3 separate regions of the Gossypium hirsutum genome follow, and all the other regions are linked to region 3. The links are chromatin contacts, called in public Hi-C maps. All regions are on one chromosome and are shown on one strand. Each heading gives the region's core, a stretch centred on a gene start, on an enhancer-like site or on the middle of the called end of the contact. The rest is flanking DNA. Distances are from core to core; before and after follow the strand shown.

Region 1 (3,874 bases), core at 966-3,465, 200 kb after region 3:
GAGAAGACATGAAAATGATACATATGTCAAATGAAGCCAAAAAGGATTTTGGCTGCCCACCAAAAATAAATATCCAAAAAAGGATTCAAGCAAAAACTTAGCCTGGAAAGATAAGCAAATGTTTATGTCTGTACTAAAACAAAAGTTGCAACTATTTGCCTGAAGGAAGACAAGATGGACTTGCTTCAGGAACAGGTGCGGTGTTTGGGCCCCCACTCTACCATGTCCATCCATGCCCATTCCCATAATTCAAATCTCAGTTAACAATATGCAGAAAATGGCATTCAAGCCTCTTTCCCACTTGAAGTACCCATTCCCATTTAACTGCACCAATTATAGATGCAGACAAAAGAAAAAAAAGAGAATATATAAATGGTTATTTAACCTTGAATAACATTGTTATCTTGGTCAATCTTTTCCAAGGCGGGAATGCAAAATGCTGCTGTCTTTCCAGTTCCATTTTTGGCTCTGGCAAGAATATCACTTCCGGTCAAAGCAATGGGAATACTCTCTTCCTGAATAGGAGATGGTCTTTCAAAACCCTTCTCATATATTCCCATAAGAAGTTCACGTTTCAGAAAATAGTCCTCAAATTCATTTCCTTTAGTAGCTGTCACATCCTGGCAGCAATTTAATAGGCAGTTTAGTATGTAAACAGGTAATTATAACATTTGAAAAATCTACAAAAAACAATTGCACCACTATCATGCTTAGTGATGAGATATATGTCACCAAAAAACAGATGATATGCTTCCAAGAAATGAGTAATGCTTGCCTAAAACAGTTCTTCGATATGCAAGTTCAAACCAGAAGGCCTCAACACCATAGAATTAGGTATAACCTTCCCCAAGTTAAGAACTCTGGAAACCGACCATTTATAATTGTGATTATGCTAGTATGTGGCTATATATACAACAGGATAGTTGGAAGCAAAAGAAAATAATCCACCTGCATTTCTAGAATGCCCTAAGAAAGCAATTTATTCTTTACCATTCAGAAGAGCAGAGAACAATTTTTATAGTTTCATGAAGGTATGATGAATAGTTATTAGGATGATGATTATCTAGGTGATATTCATAACCTATACCACAACTGCGATAAAAACATAACTGATAAAAGCAGATTCTTCAAGAAAGTAGTCAATTTAGTACCTAGACAAGAAAAATACCATTTACGGACATACCTCTGTTTTGTAGCGGGTATCTGCTGGTGGTATCTTTAGCCTGGCCTTCCAATCTTGTGAACTGAAAGAGGAAAATGTACATTAGATTTTAAAACCATGCAAAATAAAATGATGTCGTTAAATGTAAAGACAGAAACAAGAAAACTGAAAACCAAAATTTGTAGGAGTATCTAAAGATGAAGTTTTAAACGTTCAATCTATTGCATATAGAAGAGAACTGATAGCTATACAAAAAAGAAATGTTAACAGGTTAACAACAAATAAGCGAAGAGTAACCATGAAAGCAATACGCAAATTCCATCCTTCCCTCGTCAAGTCCTTCCTAACAAATGGAAAGTTTGGGAATAAATCAAACCATAAAAACTATTTCCTAAGCACACTAGGAGCACTCAAAAACTGTAGAACTGAAGAGAGATAATGCCATAGGATACAAAAGAAAAAAAAGATTAGGCATAAATATAACAAAAAATAGACAAGAAATAAAATTCAAAAGGGACCTCGAGTCAACGGCTTCCGATTGTACGGTCTTTTCGACCTCATCGATGACACTGGAGTCATTGCCGCTGGGTAACTGGTTACGCCTGAGCCACTGCTGTTGTTGTTGATGCTGTTGTTGTTGTTGAAAATGCTGCTGATTGTGTTGTTGAAACTGCTGCTGATTATGAACCAAATTCCTCTGCACGTAGTGTTGCTGCGACGGCCTGGACTGAAAACTAGGGTTAGCATTCACTCCGCCCCCCCGGCCAACGCCGATCCCCGGTGGTGGATACCTCCCTCTACTATTCATATCACAATCCTAAGCTCCAAAAAAAAAAAGATACGAAACTCTAGAAAAATCCGAACACAACTACCAAAAAAAAAATCGAACACTAGGGTTTCTTACAAAGAGGCAACGCCGTAAATAATGGCAAAACCGAGGGTCGTCCTAAATCAAAACAAAGAAGCTTAGTTTTGTTAGTTGAAGAAAAAGGAAGAAGGTTAGATCGTAAATTTGAATGAATACTGATGGTTTTATTGACCATAGAGAAGACACCAAATGGAATTTTTTCTTTTTTTAATTTTAGAGTCGTTAATGGGCTTTGCAGAGATAAAGAAAAGATTTGGGTTAATATGGTGTTTGGCCCTGGCATAATATCTAAATTGTCAATTTAGTACATGTAATTTCATTGGGTTAACCACATTACTCGTGCTTAAAATTTCTGTTAAAAAATGTCAAGGCACAAATCAAAATCAAAATTTAGCTAATAAGTGGGTAACTTTGTCAAAATATGTGTTGAAAACCCGTATATTTTGGGAACTCTTGTATATTTTGGGATAATTTTTAAGTTATTTAGATATATAATCTTAGAATAATCAATTGAGATTTTTTATGAAGACTTTTTTTTTATCTTTTAATAGTTTACTGAATAAGGAAACTATTTTTCTAGCTATGTTCTGAGTCTTTTTTTTATTTAAACTCAGCTCTTTACGTAATAAAGACAGTATAGTTTTATTGAAATAGTTTCTTGAAAATTTTCATGGTATCAGAGCTAAGTTAAATCTTCAGTACATCATGGTTAAAACAGCCTTCACTAGAGATAAGAGACCCAACAACCAAATTGTTAGAAAAAACGGGTTTGGAAAACGCAACGAAAAATAAATTTAGGAAAAATAGAGTTTTAAAATTTTTTTCAAAATAAGATCTTAATTGTGATATCTAAAATAATAAATCCGTTATCCTCAAGCTCACGTCTGTTTAGTTTGGGCTCGCTTCAAATTAGAAAATTTTTTAAAATAATCTTTTTAGAGAATTTTTTCTCTACAACTTTCTCTTGAATTCAAATGTGTCAAAAATAATGACATAATGTTCTCTTTATATAAGAAAAGTTTAGAGAGTTCAACTATGATTAAACTTAATCTTTTTAATATTAAATTTAATATTAATCTAATATTAGATTATATTTGAAAAGTTCTTTTGCAAGTATTTGTGGATGTTTTTCTGAAAATTCTTCCTTCATAACAATAATTTTTCAAAATATTTGTTTGGAAAATTTGTGAAGATTTTTGTGTAGCAGTCTGTGAAGACACTGCTATCTCTTTTGGAAAAACATCTAGGAGAGAAGTCTCTTTTAAAACATTTTTAAGAGATTTTGGTTTGTGTAAAACAATCTCTTTATTTTTTGAAACCTTTGCTGCTTCAGCAGCAATTTGTTTGAGAGGAGTTTCCTCTTTCATTTGTGAAAAGGCCAATGCTACTTCCGAGATTGAGATAGGGACTCAATCCATTTTTTTTATTTGAGAACCAATCTCATTTAGATCTTGTGCATCTTGAATTATTGTATTTTTGGAGGATTTTGACGATGATGATGATTTCTCATCTTTTTCATGGCAAATTTCATACAATGACTTAATTGGTTTTGAGGTGATTTGGGTTTTGGATGATTCTTCTATTTTCCCTTTTCTTTTGTCTCGAAGTTCGGGGGCATTTTTGAAGAAACTCTCTCGTGAGAAAAACAGGCAAAGAATTAGTTTCTCCTTTGATGTATTCAATATCAAAATCAAATATGCTCAAGATTGCTTGCCATCTTGCAAAAATCTGTTTTGATGCAATTTTTGAACATCTTTTTGTAAAACTTCTTTTACTGATTTGCAATCGATTCATAAAAGAAATTTTTGATTTAATAAATCACTTTAGAATTTTGTAATGCACAA
Region 2 (3,518 bases), core at 529-3,028, 150 kb after region 3:
ATTCCAGTGAAAGTGAATGCAAACAACTGTGGAAGAGCTCTTGTTGTTGATCCAACGAAATGACAAGTTTGACTATTAAAAAATGTGGGAATAGAGTAGTTTGCGTGATTTTAAAAAATTAAAAGTTTCATAAAAGAAATAAAGAAGACTTAAATTTAAATTAGATCTTTGCCTTGCTATTAGAAATTAATATCCTTAATTAAACGTTGTTTAATTTTTTTTAGTATTTGGAAGACACACATCAATATGGCTTTCAACTTTATCCAATCATTGCCATGTATATACATTCGTTATCCTCTGTTCCATATTTTCAAAACAAAGACTTTTACGAGGTTTAGTAACATTCTTAAATACAACCTATATATTCCAGGGTTTTATTATATATATTTCTTAGCAAATAAATAATTTTTTTATATTTATTTTTTATACCATGCTTAAATCTGCTCATAATCATTCTTTAACCCTTAATAAAAAGATAAATGCACATTAGCGTACTCAAACTCACATCTTCCTTACCAACAATACTGATGCTAATCAAATTAAGATTCAATTGGCAACCTATAAATGAAATTTTAAAATCCAAGTACCAAAAGGTGATACAAATAGAGACATCAATGCACCGAGCATAGCTAGGGGGTTGACACCCTTCTGAAATGGAAAATTTTTCATTTAGGCTCTTTAAAATTTTAAATTTAAAAAAGATAATGCTATACTTTAACCCCCTAAAAATGATAAAAATTTGATTTAATCTTTTAAAAATTATAAATGCATGAATTTATATTTTTACTGAAAAAATTATAATTAAATTAAGCTCCCTAAAAAGAATAAAGAATTTATAAAAAGAAGTAGAAAAACAAAATCCAGTCAAAGCAACATAGAAGTTATAGTTCAACACGCAACAGAGTCCGCCAACCAAACATCCCAAGTCTCATACTCGCGTACCAGAATCGAATAAATATTTGTATATTTATATTTCTAAAATAGTTTAAAATTAGATAATCTCAAATATGATAGAAATATTTATATTTAAATTTTAAACACAATTAATTCCTAATTTAATATATTATATGAGCTTTTAAATTTATTAGAGTATATTATAATATCTTTGATCGCGACTAATTTCTCGACCCACTAACACACACATTCACATACATCAACATTATTTTATGATTCACACAATCCAAATGCTAAACTGGTAGGTAAAGATTTAAATAAATAATTTTCTTTTTAATTTCCTTTTGGTTTCTAAACTATCCTATTAACCCTATCTGCATCTACTTAACCCCATTTGAGAGCACAATTTTCATTTCAGTTTATGGGAGAATTACAAACTCATGTCTTCCTTTTCTTTCTTTTTAATACATCTTTAAATTAATTTATAATCTCCTTCTTCTATTTATTAAAATGTTATTTTTAATTTATTTTTCCATTTTTATATAATTAGATTTAAAATAATTAATATTTATATTTTAATTTAATTAATTTTAGTTACTGTATTTTTAAAAATTTAAAATTTTAATCCTTATTCAAATAGTAACAATTAAATTCAGTTATTAGTCTTCTATTGTGCATATAGTTGTAGATTTAACCCATATTCTCCTATTTTGAAAATGTAAAATTTAAATGTACAGGGACTAAAAATACCAAATTAAAATATAAAAATTAAATCCATAATTTCTACAAAGTACAGGGACTAACAGCAGAATTTAACCAAGATAACCTAAAGAGTATTGCTCCGACTAAATATGAAATATCTATGTGTGTTATATATAACGACTATTTCGAGAAAATATTCCAATACCTTTCTCTGTAAGTCCTAATTCTTGCTCCATCTCTCTTTAAAACAAAGCCTTTCTCCAACGCTCTCTTCATCTGCAAACTTCACTACTCCCATCATTTAGCTTTATCTGAGTAAGTTCAAAGTTCCCACTTTTTCATTTTTACCCTTATGTTCTTCTTGTTTTAGATGTATTTCTCATTAGTTTTTTAGTTAATATCAGACGAAACCATGTTTTTATCTTGCTAACTATATCTTCTCTCTTTTTGATTTTTTGTTTCCTCTCGAAAACATGCTTCTTCTATCCTAACCAAACTATTGAAACAATGAAACCCAGAATCTCTTTTCTTTTATCGTCTTTTGCCTTGTTTAATTTCTCATGGAAATTATTTGTGGGTTTTAGTTGAGTTTGTGAAATTTATTGAGGCAATGGATAAAGAGAAAGAGGTGAATGCGGTGAGTGGTGGTGTGAATGTGACAGAGAAGAAGAGATTGTCGCAAGCCAATTCTGAGGCCATGGAGAAGTGTTTGGAAGAGAACAAAGGAGACAACACCAAATGCAAGGATAAGGTTGAAGCTTTCAGATCATCTTCCTCAACTTCTTCTCCAACAAAACCCTTGAGGCGTTTCATAGTAAGGAGTGGTTCATTGAGTGATGTTTGAATGGAATTCCGGGTATCTCAAGCTTCTTTTTATATTTGAAATGAATTAGTGGGTCAAAATCACTTCCCTTTAGCTTGTTTTAGTCCATAATTTCAAAATTTGTGAAAATGGTAGTTGAAAGTAATTTGAGAAACTTTAGTTGTGTATGAACAGACGGTAGACTTTCTTTTCTCATGTTTTAATTTGTGAAAATTGAAGTAATTTGAGAAAGTTTAGTTCAGAAGATGAAAAACTCTAGTGTTGATAGCCATAGCTGGCTTGTGAGTTTTTTTTTATTAGGAGAGTGATGTATGTTTGATGAGGCAAGGGATTCCTTCCCAATTTGAGGGCACACTCCTTTCCTCTGCACACCAGAATTGTGCATCCTGGAACTGGCTATCCACTATCCTCTGTCAAACCATGTGGGGCTATCAAATAACCCTTTTCCACTACTGCTGATTGTGTGATGTTCAATGTTCTTTTACATAAACACCTTTTTGTGTTTACAATTAGCATTGCATCCAAATTTCGTCCTGCAAAACCAATGAATTGAATAATGAACTACCCCAAAAATCCAACCCTTCAACCGAACCCAACCAGCTGTGAACAAACACCTATGAATCCGATCCAATTTTGAACAACATAACGGCATTCATAAACCGATGGACTCACTCGAGCGGCCGCTGTGTTCATCTCTGCAGTCATAGTTGGTAAGTCACATTATACTCCATAAAGGAGGACTCGAGTTCTTTAGAGGTACAATATTTGATGCAGAATGAGTATATAATATTATATGTTAATTAGTTTTCTTTATCCATGTGAAGCACTAACTTATTATTTATATAAGTTACTTAAAAAAAAGATGGTGTACCTTAATGTTGCATGCAATTATATTATTATTTATTTATGTTAAGAGATTTTAGTTTTAAATTTTAATTATGATGTTTAAAATTGTTTATTATTTAAAATATTATTATTAATGGTAAAAAAATCATATTTAAAAAATGGGAGTCACTTTAAACATAATTTTAAAAATATTTTAAAATTAAAAAAACTAACCCAAAACCCAAAGTTTTCATATATATACTCTATATGGTAA
Region 3 (3,907 bases), core at 532-3,031:
TTCGATGATTCAGCTTCCTTCAGTGCCTGTTCAAGTCGATCAAATAGTTGATCATTGCTACTTCCTTCCTGCCAACAAACCATGAACCATTCAAAGACATCAGCATACATCAGTTCAAATCTGAAAAACGCTTCATTCCTCAGCTTCCAGGTCAAGACTAAGCTATAAAGACAACGGAATGGCAGTGGTGATAATCAACATATGACAATAGAGAACATGAATGTAGACGTTCTTGACATGTAGCTTTTATGGAAAATGAACTTCTACTGTACTATAGTGTTATGGTATATTGGGGCATTGATAAAGAATCACAAACCTCTCCAGAGTGAAGCACATCATATAGCTCAATCTCACATTCACTCTCCTCTCTTTCCTCGGACACAGTTGAGCCAAAAATACCAGCAGCTTCAGTAGAACTTGTCAAATAACTAGAGCCAGATGGACTTGGTGCATTTGATGATTGCCCAGTTTCAAACCTGCAGTAAAGACCTCGATGTCATTACAATGGAAGCAATTGGAACTTGTAATCTCATTAGTGACAATCAGTGAGCTACCTTGTGTGGACAAGGTGCTCCCTGCAAATGAACCAAATTTGGCATGAAAATGGTGCATTTTCGTTCACATATTGTGCTTTCTCAGACATCAGCCACATTCCCCTGCAATAAAAAAGTGAAGTTCAGCTGAAGAGTGAAGAAAGAAAGTAAGATCATTCATGAACGTTTAAGGAAACTGAGAACAGTTTAATAACAAAATTATTTGTACTCTGAGAAGTGCTCATCAGCTGCTGCGCCCATCACTAGCTTCTTGATATTGTGCCGACGAATCAGTTCCACAATCCCTTTTGCAACATCATCCATCTGGATATGTAGTCTTATGGCACTGACCTACACAATATTGAAGAACTGTTTCAGAAAAAAAGAAAAAGTACAACTCTCTGATTACAGAACCTATAAATCCATAAATAATGGAAGTAAATAAGTTTCCATTAAGCAAACACGGTCTTCTGCTGAGTTCAGTAGAGCCATTAAATGAGCAGTCAGTAGAGGAAGAAGAAATAGTACCCCAGCTTGACTACAAAAAAGAAGGTATTCATCCAAGATCCGGTTCATCATTTCCTTTCCAACTTCCTCTAGACCTCTGATTTGTTGTTGATCAAAAATGATTTCAGCTAAATTCCCATCGACTCCGTACACTCCATAAGGGGAGGGAAGAAAAAGAAGGAAAAAAAAATCAGATTACATGCAGCTAAGAATCTCAAAGAACCATTAGAAATCAACAGTCCAAATTCATATACTACTAGAGAGAGAGTTGACTTACTGGATGAGATCATTTTGGAAGGCTGATGAACATGAAGAATGCAAACTTTCCGAGGCTTAAGGTTATGTAAAACCCATAACAAAGTGAGCTCACTTTCTTCAACTCCCCCCACTGCAACATATATGGTATCCTCACTACCCATGCTTCTCCTAATTACTCCCTCAATCCACCTGCGATGAAGTTGCAGACATAGGGTCAGTTACAGCCAAAGCCAAAGCCAAAGCAATTTTGTTTCTATTTATCTGGGGTAAAAGTAGTAAACCAAGGAGACCTTCAAGGCAAGTTCCTAGTCAAGACGGGGTCAATAAAACTATTTCAAACAGGAAAAGATTCCCTGCGTTAAGACCTGTTTGGGTGACTTGTCATTGCAAGCAACTAATCACCCATACCCAAATACTTCTTTAGTTTTATTAGTATTAATGTCAAAAAGGAAATGTTTGATTTCCGAACTCTTTTTTGGCTTTGATAACAAAAAAAAAAAAATAACTGGGATTTTTATAAACCCATGGTTTCAATGGTGAATGCTGGGTTCCACAAGCCAACATCATTTCTTCTTTATTCACTGGATTGGATATAGGAAGCATATTATTCCTTCTTTCTCTCTTAATGCAATCACTTTTGTTGACACTTTTTTTTGGATGATGAAAAACGGGGTCGACTTGGGTTTTGAAAAAAAAAGAAACGGGAATCGCCACCAATCCTTTTTTTATGAGGTGTGATTGGATCACCTTGAAAAGTTGTTGTTTTTAATAAACGATTTGATTTTATTAAAACAACGGTTTTGGTCCACGAAATTCAGAAAAATGGGTTCGGGAGTCGGTTACGCACGAGGAAGGATTAGCACCCTCGATACGCCCAAAATTGGTACCTAGTTGATTATTTAATGTCTTAGTGTCGAAGATTGAAAACTTTAAAGAAACTTAAAATACGATCCTTAAAAAAAACTCGTATAGCAAAGATTAAAATTCAAGAGGATATTTGGCAATTTGGTTAAACGAGAAATCGAAACCCAGCACCTTAGGGCACGTTCTTCGAATTTCCAAACGCAAAACATTGCCTCATTGTAAAATTTTTAAAAGGATATTAAGTCATTTGGTTAAACGAGAAAAACGACACCCAGCACCTTAGGGCATGTTTTCTCGAATTTCCAAATGCAAAACATTGCCTCATTGTAAAATTTTTAAAAGGATATTAAGCTATTTGGTTAAACGAGAAAAACGACACCCAGCACCTTAGGGCATGTTTTCTCGAATTTCCAAATGCAAAACATTGCCCTTTTTGAAACATTTTTCTTTTTTGAACTATGTATTTATATGCATAATGGAATAATAAATAAGATAATGAGACTAAAATAATATGAGCAAAAACAAATAATAAATAAATAAAATGAAGCAAATTCATCATATGCGTATAATGACAAATAAATAAATAAATAACTAACACATAAAAATGGACATGTGAACAAATAAACAAATGAACATTAGATAAAACAAAATAATAATAAAAAGGTAAATTGGCCCAGATTAAAAAAAAATAATAAATAAATAAAAATGCATGCGCACGTAAGAAAAAAATATATATATACATATATATACTTATAAAAACATGAAGACCTACATATATTTATGTTTTAAAGTTATAAAATAAACTCATATAGGTATATACATATATGTACGCATGTGTATATAAAAGGACAGAAGAAGAGATATTAATGTATGTGTATTTGTAAGGAAAATATATATAGATCTAAATGTATATATAAATTATAGAATATAAAATATATATATAAATGGGTACATGCGTATATATATAAAAAAGGTATGTACATATATATATATAAAGTTAAATGATATGGGTACGTAAACCATAGTAAAATAATAATAATAATAACAAAGATAACCATAATAATAATAGTTAGTTTAATAATAATAAGAGTCTTTAAAAAAATTAGATTAAACAATAAACAAAACATAGGACGAAATCGAGAGCAAAATGAAATTACAGGGTAAAAACTACAATAAAACAAACAAGAAAGACCAAAATGGAAATGTGCGTAAATGCCAGGGACCAAATGAGTAATAAAACCCTTATCAGGACACGTGTACGTTGCACAGTGCGCCAGGGGGTCGGGGACGAAATCGAAAAAACACACGAAAGTTCAGGGCTGAATTAAAAGACAATAATATTGAACAAAAGGAGTCAATTTAAAAGAAAATAAACTCAGAAGAACCAAAATCATAAATAGACCCTCAGGTATGGAAACACGCGGACCTTCATCGGGTAGAGTCAGGTCGGCTTGATCCATGTCAAAACGACGCCGTTTTGGGACTATTGAAGCCAGTCCTAAACGACGCCGTTTAAGGTGTCTATTTAAGTTTGTTTTTTTTATTTCATTATTCTTTTCTGTTTAAAACAAAAAAACTTCAAAACCTCTCCCCAGCCTCTCCTTTCCGGCCAAGGGGCCCGGCAGCAGGCCACCGCGCCATTCGGCGCCGGCGCCGCCGTAGGCGGTGGTCAGAAGGCGAAAGGTCATTTTTTTAACCCTGTCGCAAAGGTCTTTCGTAGATCGGGCCCTCCTATCCCCAAAGCC

The links. A called contact is a pair of places that touch in the nucleus more often than the background predicts.
Region 1: a contact with region 3 is called in a Hi-C map of leaf, with 1.7 times the contacts expected there. The contact joins the promoter of LOC107954545 here to the promoter of LOC107952769 in region 3. A contact is called at or near these places in 2 of 34 Hi-C or Micro-C datasets (both in leaf).
Region 2: a Hi-C map of leaf shows a contact between it and region 3, with 2.9 times the contacts expected there. The contact joins the promoter of LOC107956477 here to the promoter of LOC107952769 in region 3. A contact is called at or near these places in 5 of 34 Hi-C or Micro-C datasets (callus, hypocotyl and leaf).

The regions. Positions count from the first base shown.
Region 1 is chrD07:24,886,366-24,890,239 of Gossypium_hirsutum_v2.1, forward strand. LOC107954545 (DEAD-box ATP-dependent RNA helicase 8) reads right to left here and starts at 2,216. Exons shown (of 10, transcript XM_016890136.2): 1 at 1,681-2,216; 2 at 1,184-1,244; 3 at 386-620. The coding sequence starts at 1,970.
Region 2 is chrD07:24,839,483-24,843,000 of Gossypium_hirsutum_v2.1, forward strand. LOC107956477 (60S ribosomal protein L36-2) reads left to right here and starts at 1,779. Exons shown (of 6, transcript XM_041096771.1): 1 at 1,779-1,911; 2 at 2,181-3,129.
Region 3 is chrD07:24,685,466-24,689,372 of Gossypium_hirsutum_v2.1, forward strand. LOC107952769 (U-box domain-containing protein 33) reads right to left here and starts at 1,782. Exons shown (of 10, transcript XM_016887939.2): 1 at 1,589-1,782; 2 at 1,318-1,487; 3 at 1,062-1,192; 4 at 763-884; 5 at 555-656; 6 at 317-476; 7 at 1-68. The coding sequence starts at 1,459. LOC107927220 reads right to left here. Exons shown (of 2, transcript XM_041096841.1): 2 at 1,479-1,603. The coding sequence ends at 1,479.